Linked DNA regions of Mus musculus: region 2 is linked to region 1. A link is a contact called in public promoter capture Hi-C data. All regions are on one chromosome and are shown on one strand. The core of a region is the stretch at or near the end of the contact, and the rest is flanking DNA. Distances in the headings are between cores, read along the strand shown.

The links. Promoter capture Hi-C pulls out the DNA fragments that hold promoters and counts their contacts.
Region 2: a contact with region 1 is called in a promoter capture Hi-C map of liver, with 4 times the contacts expected there. The contact joins the promoter of Ptpru here to the promoter of Col16a1 in region 1. A contact is called at or near these places in 2 of 39 promoter capture datasets (both in liver).

What each region holds. Positions count from the first base shown.
Region 1 is chr4:130,046,573-130,053,631 of GRCm38.p6, reverse strand. Col16a1 (collagen, type XVI, alpha 1) reads right to left here and starts at 5,792. Exons shown (of 70, transcript NM_028266.5): 1 at 5,549-5,792; 2 at 3,893-3,999; 3 at 1,903-1,977; 4 at 1,698-1,815; 5 at 657-780; 6 at 112-378. The coding sequence starts at 3,965. Gm12963 (a long non-coding RNA gene) reads left to right here and starts at 5,210. Exons shown (of 6, transcript XR_003955360.1): 1 at 5,210-5,224; 2 at 5,706-5,970.
Region 2 is chr4:131,834,796-131,841,685 of GRCm38.p6, reverse strand. Ptpru (protein tyrosine phosphatase, receptor type, U) reads left to right here and starts at 3,408. Exons shown (of 31, transcript NM_001083119.2): 1 at 3,408-3,602. The coding sequence starts at 3,530.

The DNA of each region.
Region 1 (7,059 bases), core at 4,543-7,042:
AAGTTAAATTAGCTTGGTTAGGCCACATAGCTAAGGCAATGGCTCAGAAACACCCTCAGGAGCTCAAGGCTCCCTGGGAGGTGGGAGCAAAACCCAGGACCCAGTACTCACTGAAACCGGCTTGCCCTGCTCAGCGTCCAAGCCCAGAAATACATGTCCCCCAGGCCGGATGGATTGCCGGGGTCCCAGAGGCTGGGAGGAAGCTGAGACACAGTCCACATGCACAGAGGCCACACGGCCTGCCACGCTCAGCATCAGCTTGTGCCAACGCAGATCGAAGAGCTGGGGCACTGGGAAGATGCAGGACACAAAGTCACCATCTTGGCCCTGTGCCCGGAGCTCTAGACTCCGCTCCTGGCTGTTGACTTCCAAGGAGATCTGTGACAAATTGGGAAAGAGAAAGGACAGAGATTCAGAGCTCTAGAGGCATAGCTTGGCAAAGCTGGGGCCTCAAGCTCATCTCACAGGAGGGGAGAAAGCTGCCTGGGTCACAGAGAAGAGCATCCTGAGAACATGCATTGGGCGCTGGGCGTTGGGCGTTGGGCGTAGTCTCTCGATGGAGCGGAGAAGCCCAGAAGCCACAAGTTTGAATAGAAGCTGAGTTAGACTATTACAACCATCGCCCAAGGACTAGGGGAGGGAAGGGGTGGACTCACCTGTGGGTACCCATTTGCATCAGTCACTTGGAACAAGTACCATGTGTTCCGGAAGGTGTGTTTCTTCAGAAGCACTGTCAGGACCAGGGCAAACTCCTCTGGGAGGCCTCGAGGGAACACTCGTCTGTGGTGGAAAAGAGAGGGCACTCAGAACTGACGAGCCTGCTGGCGACAAGCACAGCTCACACCCCCAAAACATACACACGTTCATCCTAACATAGCATCTTGCGCTCAGGTGCTGAGGGTTGGTTGGCTACTGGGATAGCCAGTGGTGACAGATGGAGGAGCTTGTCCCCGCGAAGCCTCATAGGGTCTGATGGGGCAGGGGAGCATTAACAATATCCTTGAATTATCACCTCAGAGGACTGGAGAGATGGTTCAGTGATTAAGAGTACTGGCTGCTCTCCCAGACAACCAGGGTTGGATTCCCAGTGCCCAGAGAGCAACTCAGACCATCTGTAACTGAAGTCTCGGGAGATCTAATGCCCCCTTCTGGCCTCTCTAGGCACTGCATGCATGTGGTGTGCACATACATAACATGCAGGCATAACACACATACACATAATAAATAACTTCAATGTTTTTCTATCTCAGCATTACATTCCAACTTTGGCAAGGGGGCTCCCAAGGAAGCCAGCATGGTGTACAAGCCTGGGGTGGAAGGAGAGATGCTGAGAAAGAGACCAAGGGTTCTGTATGAACACAGCTACAAAGAGACATCGGCCAGCAAGATTCAGACTGCCTAGCGGCTGCTGCAAATTAGACTTCATGCAAGATAACACTCACACAGACATAGGCTCTTGACATCACCCTGGGATTCTCAGGGTGACTGTGGGATTTAAACATGGTTCTGCCATTGCCTGTGAGATCCAGGCTGGGTTTCCAGGCAGCACGCACACACAAAACCCACCCTGCAAGCCCAGTGGTGGACAATAGGTAGAGTTTTGGCAGGAGGGTACCCAAAATAGCCTCTAGGGTCAGAGTTCCTGGGGTGTGGCTGAGGTCACTATGAACTCTGGGAGGCTTCCCAGAGTCCTTTACCGAGTTGGTTGGGTCACTGGGGCAGCCCCCAGCCTCAAGATGAGTGGCCCCTTGGGGTTGCGGATCTTCTTGATGGCAGATGTCTTCATGAGGTTCAGTCGGCGGATTAGGTTGAAGCCTTTGGGACACCAGAGGAGAAGCACAGCTGAGGAGAAGCACAGGCTACTCCAGGAAGTGGGTAAGGGCTGGCGGAGGCTGCACTCACCAGTCACGTTGGTTGATGGGTCACTACTGTGTTCTAGCTTGAGTCCTTCTTGCTGTGAAGTTGGGCACCGCTCACCTGGGACAGAGTTGGCCCGGAGCATTAGGAACTCAGGAGGGCGACTGCCCAGCAGAGCTCCGGGAATTCTCAGGAGGGGACATGTCCATAGTCTTTCTTCGGGACCTTTAACCTAGTCTGCCTTAATGCTGTGCTCAAGCTTGGCCTCTGACCTGGCTGCGCAGGGAGAACCCAGCACATAGCAGGGAGGGCTGAGATCTGGGATCTGTCCCAAAGCTGCTGAGTGAATCAACAGCAGAACAGGACCAGAGTCCGGAGACCCCAGTCTCCCAACAACCCCAGCTGGGGCTGGGACTATGACAGGGAGTGAAAGAAACAAGAAATGCTAGGTGGGTCAGAGCCCAGGCAGTGAGGAGCGTGCTCATGTTCTTTCTAGTGTTATTCCTAAGGAACAGAAGAAATGAGCTTTGTGCACCCTTGGTGTTACATGCAGCGGTGTATACATGACTATACACGCATGAGCTATGCATCCCATGCCCACAGGGCTGCCACGTGCAATGTCACATGTGTCCTGGGCAATGGGTGGTGTTCTACGCCCCATATTCAAAGTAGAAAATCCAATGGCTTTTCCCCTGCATACCCAGCCAGTGACACAACAAAAAGAAAGAGGCTGAGAGGACCACAAGCTCACGGGCATCATCACGCCTTAGGCTCCAGACAAGACTTATTAAAGCACTATCAGCTTTTAGACAAGGGCACAAGTCTAAAGTCCCAAAGGGAGAGGTTAGTGGCTATGAGCCTCCTTTTCCCTGAGGCTGTGTCCCTCTTCCTGGGACCAGAAACGTTGATGGGAGGTGCTACATCAAACAGATAGGGGCTAAGATCAAACGGCCCTCCCAGAAAAGCTGATGGGAAAGCCAGGCCAAGCCAGTCAGATCACCTTCCTTCCAGTAGATAGCCAACCCTCTGCCCAGCCTAGCTGAAAGATAGAGCTCTGTGTCCCTGGGCACAGTGACCCACTGGAATCTCCACCCCCAAGTCTGGCCGGAAAGACCATCACTGTCTTCAGCATCTCCCAGGCAATGGGTGACTCACCCTTGGCAATGGGCCCAGATTCCTTACAGATGTTGAAATCCTCTGCCCCAGGCCCTCTAAGGGACCCAGTGAGGGAAAGGAGGGAAAAACTCTCAATACACACACAGAAACACATGTGCATGTGTGCGCATGCGTGCGCACGCACACACACACACACACACACACACGCACATGTACACATATACATGGTGTGCACACATACATGTGCATACAATAGCAGTCTCACACACCCCAGATGCCTGGACTTGGGCCCTAGGAGTATGGCTCCTTCCTGGATAGGTGATGCAGCTACCAAGCCCAGAGGGCACCCAGCAAGGCCAGGCAGACTGCCTGGTCAATTTCCCTTGGCTTTGAGCCCTGGAAAGCTGCACCCTCTCCCTGTCCAGAGGCTGAGCCATGGGGTGGGCAGTCATCAGAGATCCAGGCTGGTGCAAAGGAGGAGCCTATGCCTGGAGGATGGAGTCCTGACCATGAGAGGGAACAGAGGGGCTGGGCAGCTTTCCGGAAGTGTTGCCTTTTGGAGGGAGAGTGTGGTTCTCTGCTCTTTCCCCTCTCGCTAGACAGCAAGAAATGTAAAGATGCGCCTCAGAGGGAGCCTGTTTCCTCCCCACTGCCCAGAGATCCAGGAATACATACAGATGCATGTACTGAGCTTCTCAAGTTGCAAAACCAGAGACACACAGAGACAAGACACACACACACACACACACACACACACACACCAGCTCACTCACACAGGCTCATGTACGTAAACACCGCCTGAGCTAACCTGAGCTCTGCCTCTACACTTGCCCATAAATGCCAAATGGCTGAGATATACATGGTCACGTATGTGCAAAGACCATCTCAGGGAGTCAGATGTAGGCCTGTGTCAGCTCACCTATATTTGTCCCATGGCTGAAGGTGGCCCAGAGCCCGAGCACCCACAGGCCGGGAGCCCAGGATGTCAACATGCTGGTCCAGAGAGATCAGCTGCAGCCTCGGCACCTGACAACCAGAGACATGGGGGGTGGGCTTCAGAGTGCCCAAAAGTGTGGGTAAGTGACAGCCTTCTTGGGACCCATGTACCAGGGACTGCAGGGATAAGGGCTTGGTGTCAGTTCCTCTTAGAGGCCCCACACAAGCCTGGGGTGAGAATCTGGGCAGTAGTAATAAAGAAAATATTTAACCACCGGTATGCCCTAGACACTCACCAGCCCGAGCACAAGCCTAGCTGAAGCACAGAAGCAAGGCCCAGACAGCTTCTGCTATGTCATGAGCTTGCCGCTGGGTTGAGGAGAGGTCTAGAGGGTTCTAAAAGATCACAGAGGCAGAGAAAGCAAGGGGCCATGAGCAGAGGCAATTTATCAAAAATGTTTCACGAATCCCAGGGCTGTGTTCTGCACTGGTGCATAGTGGCCCAGTACCTGGAGAGCTGTGCTCAGCTGAGCCCAGGTTAGCCCTGCCAGGCACCTACAAGGTCAGGGGCTGAAGACTGGACTGAGTCTCTTGGCAGAGATCACAGGGCTGTGTATGAGCCAAGAAAGCTTCCCCTTGTGTGTACAGGGGCAGGAGAGCAGGTCACCAGGGCTCAGGACCCCGTTGCCAACCTCTCCCGCTGATGGATGCTCGTCTTTTTGTTTTATTAAACCCTGATGGATGGGCCCAGATAAATCAATGCAGGCTCAGCAAGTGGCCAGCAGAGTCATATATCATCTGGCCCCTTCTAGGACAGGCAGATCATGAGCACACAAAGCCATGTGTATCAATACAATACACATAGGCTTATAGGCACATAGGTGCCGGGACTGTGCAATCAAACCTAGCTGCAGGCAAGCGAGCTAAGAGACATGAGAACTGATAAGCCCAGTTTACATACATGCTCCTGTCCAGAGCCAGACTATGAGCACCCTCCAGGAGGCTCTTCTGTTGGTACTTTCTTAGGCAAGTCAGATTTTGTACGGTGCCATGCTTACTTATCTCCCTTATTGCTGGATACAGAATAAAGGATGCCTTCACGCATGCGTGTGTGTGTGTGTGTGTGTGTGTGTGTGTGTGTGTGTGTGTGTATATATATATATATATATGAGGCTGGACTCTTGGGATGGATCTGTGCCCCCACCTCAGTCATCTCCCATCCTAGGGGTGTGCATCCCCCCCACTCTCCAACCCCAGCCTGACCTTCCCTTCCTGACAGCCAGTGGAAAGGTAGCCGACTATGAGCAGCATGTGGGTGCATGTGGAGGCGTGAACATAGAGATGGGCTCAACATGTTCACCACTCTGGCTCCTACTCCCAGGCCTCAGATTGAGTGAAGGGCTTGTAGGGATGAGCTAGAGAGATGCTTCCAAGGAGACCCCGCCCCCCTCAACACAGACACAGATGGAGGCAGAGACAGCAGGACCAGCATGGAGTTTCCAGATCACCCCACGGCAGAAAAAGAGCACTGAGGCCCTCAGAGAGGGCTAGCCACTTGCCCCAGGTCACATAGCGAGTCAGTAGCAGAATATGCCCTTTCAGCTCAGAGGGAGAAGCAGCCCAGTGCTGGCCCACTTACCAACGGCCCGCGGAGCCCTTCACTGAGCAATCCTGGCAGCCCTAAGGCTGCCAGCTATGGGAAGCAGGGCCAGGGGTCCACGGCCCACAGGAGGATCCTCGATCTCTCCCTGCCAGTCTGCGCTGACCCCAGCTTTTCCACGTCCTGAGTTCTCTAGACTGAGTGCAGCGCAGCGTGCGCGCACACTCACACGCCTGCTTGCAGGAACTGCCGGCCGCTCCTGGAGAGGGAAGAGGGCGGTTCCAGGGGGCTGGGGGCCTGCCAAGAGGCTAATGGAACACAGCTGGGCCGGCCCGCCAGGCTGGAGGAGGAGGGAGACCGCGAGGGTTCGGCGGCTGCGGAGGCACTGGCCATTGGCCTGCACCGCCGCGCTCCTGGCCTGGCCCTGCGCCCGGGCCCGCCCGTCCCGCTTCCCCAGCCAGGTGAGCCTGCGGGTGAGCGGAGCAAGGCGGGACCCTGCGTGCCCAGAGCTGCCCTGGAAGGGGCGCCTGCGGCTGGCTGGCTGGCGGGAGGGAGGCCAGGCTAGGCGCGCCCGGGACCTCCTTAGTGCCCCCCCTAATTTCCTTGGCTGAGACCCCAGAAAGCTGGAGAAGACTAGAGACCCCTCCTCCATAGTCGTGGAACCCGCGACGTGGCTGCTGACCAAGCCTCGGTGGTCAGCTTTTTCCAGTGCCTGGGCCTAGCATTCCTAGGCTGTAGAACCTCTGCTTGCACTGGGAGGAGGGGATAGAGCACCACTCCCCAACCCTGTGCTAAATTAACTCCTTCTGCTCTGTCCCCATTTCTACAGAAGTAGGGTCAGGGAGTCCTCTTGGACTCCAGAAGGTTGGAAAGACTCAGATCCCTACCCCCTGCCCCCTCCCTGCTCCCTGCTTTAAGAAGACTTTTTTTTAAATTAATTTATTTTGTATGTGTATGTGCGGAACGTGTACACAGGCATAGTTGTAAATGCCATGTTGTATGTGTGGACGCCAGAGAACAATTGATGGAGTTAGCTATCTCCTTTCACAATAGGGGTTCTGGGGGAATCCCGCTAAGGTGGTCAGTCTTGGTGGCCAGCACATTTACCTGCTAAGCCATCTCCATGGCCCTCAAACTTGGTTTTGTTCTCTTTTTAACTGGATATTGAGCCTAGAGTTTGCATATTCTAGGCTAATGCTCCCCCCCCTTGGTGGTATAGTGGTATGTGTGTGTGTGTGTGTGTGTGTGTGTGTGTGTGTGTGTGATGTGTAAATTTGTGCAGGTGTACACACACATGCTTGGTGGTGGCAGCCTGTTGCCTTTAATCTCATCACTCAGGAGGCAGAAGCAGGTGGATCTCTGTGAGTTGAGGACAGCCTACTCTACAAAGTGAGTTCCAGGACAGCCAGGGCTACACAGAGAAACCCTGTCTCAAAAACAAACAAATAAACAAACAAAAAAAACAACCAAACGAAAAACCCAAACCGCTCTGTTGCTCAGGCTGGCCTTGAGCTGGTCTGGGACAGAAGCAAACCTAGAACTTTCTATTT
Region 2 (6,890 bases), core at 2,159-4,658, 1.8 Mb before region 1:
GATTCCAGGAATATGGTGTGAGGATGAAATGAGAGCTATCACTTTGTAAAACACTGGGGTTTGACTCAATAACTGCATTTATTAGAGAAATCTGATACCTACCAGTAGGGGAAAAGTCTGTTCTCACAATAGGTGTGCACTCACGTGAACACCTATTTCCACAGTGACAGGGAGGCATACTTGTGCCAGAAAGTTCACAAGGTCCCTCTGCTGCATCCTCTAGGTGACACTGGGATGTTCCTCTTTATCCCCTCACCCCCACCGCCCACTGGCTCCTCCTCCTCCCCAGGCAGCCAACTAGGAAAGTCTGGAGAATCAGGCTGGAAAGTTTTCCTCCTTAAGGCTGGATTTCATCTCCCTCCACACCCTTTCACCTTTCCCTTTGGTCTAGGCCATCTGGCAGTCACACAGTTTGAGAACAACCGGTGAAGGGGTTTAAGCCTATTGGCCTTAGCTTTGCATTCAAGACCATATGCACTTTGATGCCTACCCTCTTTCTGGCTTTATCTTTTGCACTGTACATAGCCAGCGACCCAACTACACCCAACTCCGCCCTCACCAGCTCTTCCTTGTCTTACGCTTTTATTCAGGTTTCGATCGACTGAAATGAATTTTCCTGTCTAACCTTCCAGGGGAATTCCAGGTTCACATATTGTTCTATTGAGCAAACCCCAATGCCTTTGTAATTTCTCTGGGCTAATGTTATGGCCTTTAGGATACTATCTTGTAGTTATTTATATGTCCACTTCCCCCTCCAGGCAAAATTTCATCTCCGGGATGCCAGCACTCAATATGGGGCCTAACACAGGATAGGCATCATAAATATTCCATGAGTTGCAGGTAATTGAATTTCTTCCTGACCTGGCACTGACTGTGGTACCCTATCCTTCTCCCTAGATTTGGGGCAGCCACTCCAAGCCAGGGCTTTTCTCTATCTTGCAAGGATTGTTGAAGTTTGTGGCCCTTTTTAAAGCAAAGGGGAACAATGTTCTCTTCCTCTGTTTACCTGTTGCTAACACTGGCACACCACATTCACCGTAGTCTCTGAGGCTGTCCTCTGACCAAGGAGCAAGAGAACGTGGAACCGATCAGATTTGAGTTCAAATCCTGACACCTTTATGGACTGACTGAGTGACCTTGCGCAAATACATCATGCTCTCTGATTCTCAGTGTCCATACCTCAAAACTTGAGATTAATAAAAAGAGCAAACAACAACAACAAAAACCAAACAAAAACCAAAACCCCAAAACTTCAGTTCTCCCCCCCTCCAACGCACAGCCGGCTCCGGGTTGCCAGATCTCTCTCTGTTTCAGCATGTCTTTCTGTCTTGCCCATCACTTTTCCTTCCTCTACCTCTGTCTCATGGTGACTCTCAGTTTAATGCTCGGGTCCTCGAGAGCTGTGTCTTTGCTTCCTTGAGCAGCAGTTTGAGGACCCAAGGAGACCAGGGATGCTCAGTTCTTCCTTTTCTAGCCTCAGGGTAGCTTCTCAGTGTGAGCCAACTGAGGGAAGAGACAAGAAATAGGGAGGCCTTACAGACGCCAAGACCTGTACTTAAATGAGTTCCTTCAACATCTCTGCCCATTAGTTGTTGGGGGGAATGAAAGTAATAAACCAAAACTCAAGACTCTCCAGCGGCTGATCATTTTCTTAGTGTTTATTGACTCAAAATGTCTTCCGTATTCGGCTTTCTGTGTGGTCTGCAGGCCCTGGCAACTTTTCCAGTTGCACCTGCCGTTCCTCTTCACCCTTCCATTCGGGCTCCCTCTTAGACCAAGGCTCGCGCTTCGGGCTGGCTGCAGCGTTCCTTCCCATTGGTCTGGCTGGCTGCAGCGTTCCTTCCCATTGGTCTGGCTGGCTGCAGCATTCCTTCCCATTGGTGTGCTTGAGGCTGGCTCCTCACACGTCAGGTCTAAGATCACGTGGCATGGGGTCACATCCTTGGCAAAGGCGTCTGTCTTGGACTGTCTTTTCTGAAGCGTGACCCGACCCCCCCCCCCCATCTTTTAGTGTTCCTTGTTGCAAGAGCTTCATTTCCTTGAGGGCGCATGCCTCAGACTGAAGTTCCATATGTATTTATTTATCTGCGGCATGAAGTCTTCGTGAGAGCAAGGGCCCTCTCTGTAAGTACTCATCTATCAGTTACCCGCTCATTCATTACTCATCGAGTATGCGGGATACCAGGCCCCGGGGGAAAAAGCTTCCCTAGGGGGACACACATTCTAAACATGGGGGATATATACCAAGTCCATCACATAGCAGGCAGTCTGTTTAGAAGTGCAGCGATCCACTTTCCCTACTGTAGGTTCCAACCCCCCCCCCCACCCTCTCCTGCATCTTCCTCCTGAATGTAAGCTTCATGAGGGTGGGGATTTTAAAAAATATTTAAATTATATTTAAAATATAATTTTATATTTTATAAATATACACGGCCAGAAGTGCTGGTCTGATGCGCAGTTACAGGTGGTTGGACAAGGGTGCTGGGGATCCATCCTGAGCCCTTTGCAAGAGCCGCGTGCACGCACCTAACCACTGAGCCGTCTCTCTAGCTCCCGGAGATCAAGCCTTTGTTTTTTAATCTCCTCGGTAGTCTACAGTCATCACTGAACCAACAAGCCCATATCTATTCAGTATTTGAGAAGCAAATGGGTTTCCAGATGTGAGTCGGTTTTTGTTCGTTTGTTTACACATTTCGAACCAGACAACCTTGATTCAGATCTTGGTGTCGCCTCATACTGACACATAATCTTGAAAAAGTCACGCTCTATGATCTCAACTTTCTCAACTGTGTAATGGCATTAGAATGGTGTGTGTCCCCTAGGGCAATAGTGAAGATGAACAGAGTCCCAGAGAGAGGCACACATGGCACCTGGTCTTAAGTAGCCACTGACAACTATGCTGGTGGTTGTGCAAAAACTTGGACGGGGCAGAGTTCCAAATCTACTTACTCCGAGTAGCCGGAGGCTACTGTAGAGGCACGAGCGTCAGTAAGAGAGAAGTGAATTTCATATTACTGAAAGTAAACGGCAACATTCCAAAGGCCCAACAACGTTTCAGGTAGATGAAGAGTGCTCTGTCATTGGAGGGAGCTGGGAGTTTATGTTCAGAGTAGTCAAGGTAGGAAAAACTTAAGCAACTGAGGGAACAGAGGAGCCAAGGGTTCCTGGGTTACAGTCTCAGCCGTGGGCAACGGATGCGTTGAGAGTGCCGACCTGAACACCGGCACCGGCCGATGGATCTTGTCGACGGGGTGCGAGAGTGGGGGATGGGCACGCCAAGGCCGGCGGGCCCAGGGAACCGGGCCGCAGCGCGCGACACCACCAGCAGGGGACGCCTCGAGACCGCGGAACTCGCGCCCGGGGGCCTGACGTCAGCGCCCCGCTCGTTCGGGCTCCCGCTCTGGACTCGGCGCCAGTCCCGCTCCGCGCGGCACTGCTCCACTACGGCTCCCGCTCGCCTTGGGCTCCCGGTCGGGCTCCGGAGGCGTCGCCTCCCCAGCTGCGGGTCTCCAGGACCTAGGCGGCGGCCATGGCCCGGGCTCAGGCTCTGGTCCTGGCGCTCACCTTCCAGTTCTGCGCGCCTGAGACCGAGACTCCCGCAGGTAAGCGCGCGCGGTCCCTCCAAGCTTATCCCGCGAGTGCCCGGGGGGCCGGGGATGGCTTGTCGCTGGTGTCGGAGTGCTCCAAGCTTCTGTGGCCGCTGTGTCTGTAGTTTGTGTGCAAACTGAGGTTGAGTGTGTACCGCGGATGCGAGTGTGCTGGTGTGAGTGTCGCCTGCGTGGAGCACCGGGTGTGCGCTGGCTCATGTTTGTCCACGCTGCCAAGTGGGTTGTGTATCTGAGTTTCAGTGGCTTGGCTAGAGTTGCGTCTGATCCTGTGTTGCATTTGTTGGCTTTTTTTTTTGTATTCCCTAGGCGGGAGTACTGTTTGTTGCTGGTGCGTTTGAAAACCCGCGTGTTTGTTTATGCCTGTGCTGTGAGGACTCGGTGGATTGTGCCCAAGTGTGGGCCCGAGTGTGTGTGGTGTGTGTGTGTGTGTGTGTGTGTGCAGTCGTGGGAACCGGGTCGGAACCTGTGTGAGCTCTGTGCCCACGAGTGACCCTGTGGGAGTATTTGGGGTGTACGATGCTGTGTGGGTCCGTGTGAATGTCAGGGATGCGGGGAATACGTATGGGGGAGCGTGTCTGGAGTGGATGTGAGTGTGTCGGTGAGCGATGGTTTCGTGGCTAGGGACGCTGCGAGCTTGGGGTGCTCCTAGGCCGTGGTCGAGTGTGGCCGGGACCCGAGGGTGTGTGTGCATGTGTGTGTGCATATGTGAGTGTATGTGTGATCGCGCGCGCGCGTGTGCGTGGCGCACCCGGCCGGAACAAGTTGTCGCGGCGGCGTCCCCCGGAGGCTGGGGCGGCCCTGCGGCTGGCGAGGGAAGGAACGGGGAGAGACGTGGCTGTAGCCGCCGACTCCGACATTTCGGGCGGTTTGTTGTTTCGCAAGTTCCGAGCGGCGCTGGCTGGCGGCTGATCCGAGGAGGCGCCAGGGCCGCGGGGCGCCCGGGATGGGGAGGGCCGTGGGGCGCACCCGGTTGCGGGCGGGGCTGCGGCGTCGGGGCCCCCGCAGGGCCTGGCTGGAGGCCTCGGGACAGCGTCCCCATCGTAGCTCGTCAGAGGCGTTGGGGACGCCGCGGTCCCCGGGGACGCTGCCTGCGTCTGCTTTGCAACTTTGTGCGGCCTCCCGGCCAGTCGGGCACGCGCGTGCGGACGTGTGTGTGTTGTGTGTGTGTGCGTGTGTGCGTGTGTGCGTGTGTGTGTGTGTGTGAATGTGTGCATGGGCCTCCCCCTCGGCCTGCGGTGAGATCCCGTGCTTGAGTGTGCTTTGGAGCCTGGTGTCCTATGGAGGGTGTGTGCGTGTGCGTGCGTGCGTGTGTGTGTGTGTGTGTGTGTGCATTCCCATGTCTGAGTGTGTGTCCAGTGACTGTCTGTGCGACCGCGAGCGCATCGCATCGTGTGCTCTGTGAATGGAGTGTCAGTGTGCTTCTGTGTGTGCGCGCGCGTGGTCCACCGTCCTTTCCTGAGGCCTGGACCTCAGGCCTCGGCCCCTCTGGCGGGCGTGTGCCGGTCCTCTTCCAGGGTTTCCTCCTCCCCTGGCTCCCGCCACCGGCGTGAGGTAGCTGGGAGTCGCCCCGGGTGGAAGCAGAGCCGAGACACGCGCTGCCGCCTTGGGCCCAGGGAGAGACTCCAGGTCGCCTGCCTGCCCCAGACAACTGGCCTCCGGGGATCTCGTTCACCGCCCCGCCCCCGCTGGGGCGTCTCGGGAGCTGTCCTGGTCTTGCCCTGCAGCTTTGGGGTTGTACTGCTCAGCTTCAGTTTTGACCTCCTGGTATCAGAGAGGGTGATCCAGGCAACCTGCCTCTTAGACCTTTCTCAGGGCCGCGGGGCGCCCGGGATCTTTAAGATAGAACCCTTTTCATTCCCTCACTCGATCACCTTGATTTGAGAATACACACGATCATCAATTGCCCTGGTAGTAGACTGTCAGGATCAAGGTTTGAGAGTGAGAACTGCTGCAGGTTGTTCTCATTCTTGAGCCTCAGTTTCTCCGTGTGCTTCATGGTCTTAATAATGACCGCGTGTGATACTTGGTAGAATGTTAAGTCCCCTACTGAGAAGCTGAGGAGAAGATGGGTTGGGGGTGTGTGTGTGGCAAAACCCTAGGGGCTAATTTGAAGTGTGTGTGGGGGGGGGGGAGGGGGCAACACGGGCTCAAATTCTGTCTCGGCTACTTGTTGTGTGTGACCTTGGGTAAGTCACATTACTTCTCAAGTTCCTGTCACCTTTGAAACTTTTAGTATTAGAGAAGCTCTAGGCAGATGGGAGGTGGCAGCCCTCTGTCCTCAGTCTAGGGAGTGGATCCAGTCCCCTGCCTACTTCCTTAGTCACCCAGTGGGGGTCTGTGTGGGGTGACTCCCAGACGTGCACACCTGGCAGCAATTATCCCACTGTGCTCTGGATCGGTCTGTCCTTTTGGTCGCTGGAGTTATTGGGCAGCAGGAATGAGGGAGAGGTGCCCTGTGGTTTCAGGTTAGGCAACAAGGGCTTGTCAAGGCAGCCTTCTCTCTGGGGCTGAAAAGGGGGGCTAGACAGGAAGCCAGGAGGGGAGCCTGGATCCTATGCTGCCTCCTGCTTATGTCTGGTGGCATCGGTGGTCCAGAGCTGTGTACCCTGTTTGCTGGAGGCATGCTGCTATCCTTCAGGCTGGCCCCAGCTGGGCTTGTGGCACCCAGCTAGGTCAGCCAGAGCAGGACAGGAGGGGCTTTGTGCCTTCCCGTTGTGTCTTGAAGTATCCTATGCTTCCTCTATCTCTCCTTTTCTCCCTCCCCAGTGGTCCACCTGCAGGAAGGCAGCAGCCTCTTCCTTCCACTGTGTCAGAGTTCTTCCTAAAACGCACGTTTTAAACCCCTCTTCAAATCCTCATCAAAGCTCCTTGTTACTTTCAGAGTTAAAAGTCTTTCCTTCTCAGCTCCGTCAGAAGTCTAGCCCCTGCCTGGCCCACCTCATCTTCTGGGATCCTACGCTCTGGCTAGCTTTATCTACCAGTGGTCCCTAAGTATCCACAACCCACGATCTCTTCTCTGCACCTTGTACAAACTGTTTTCTTTCTCTCCAGGACTCTGTGATTCCACAATTTCCTATGTGAGCCTCCAGTTTGTCTCTCAGCTTAGAAATCACTTCTTCCTTGAAGCCTTCCTTGGTTTTTCTCTGTTTGAGTTCAAGAGAGGGAAGGGAGGAGCTGATTAGGTTTTTATATAATCTTATAATTATAGTCTCTTGGTCCTGCCACCCTTATGAGATCAGGAACTCTGGGAGGAAAGTCTCCGTGCGCCTTCAGATACTTAGC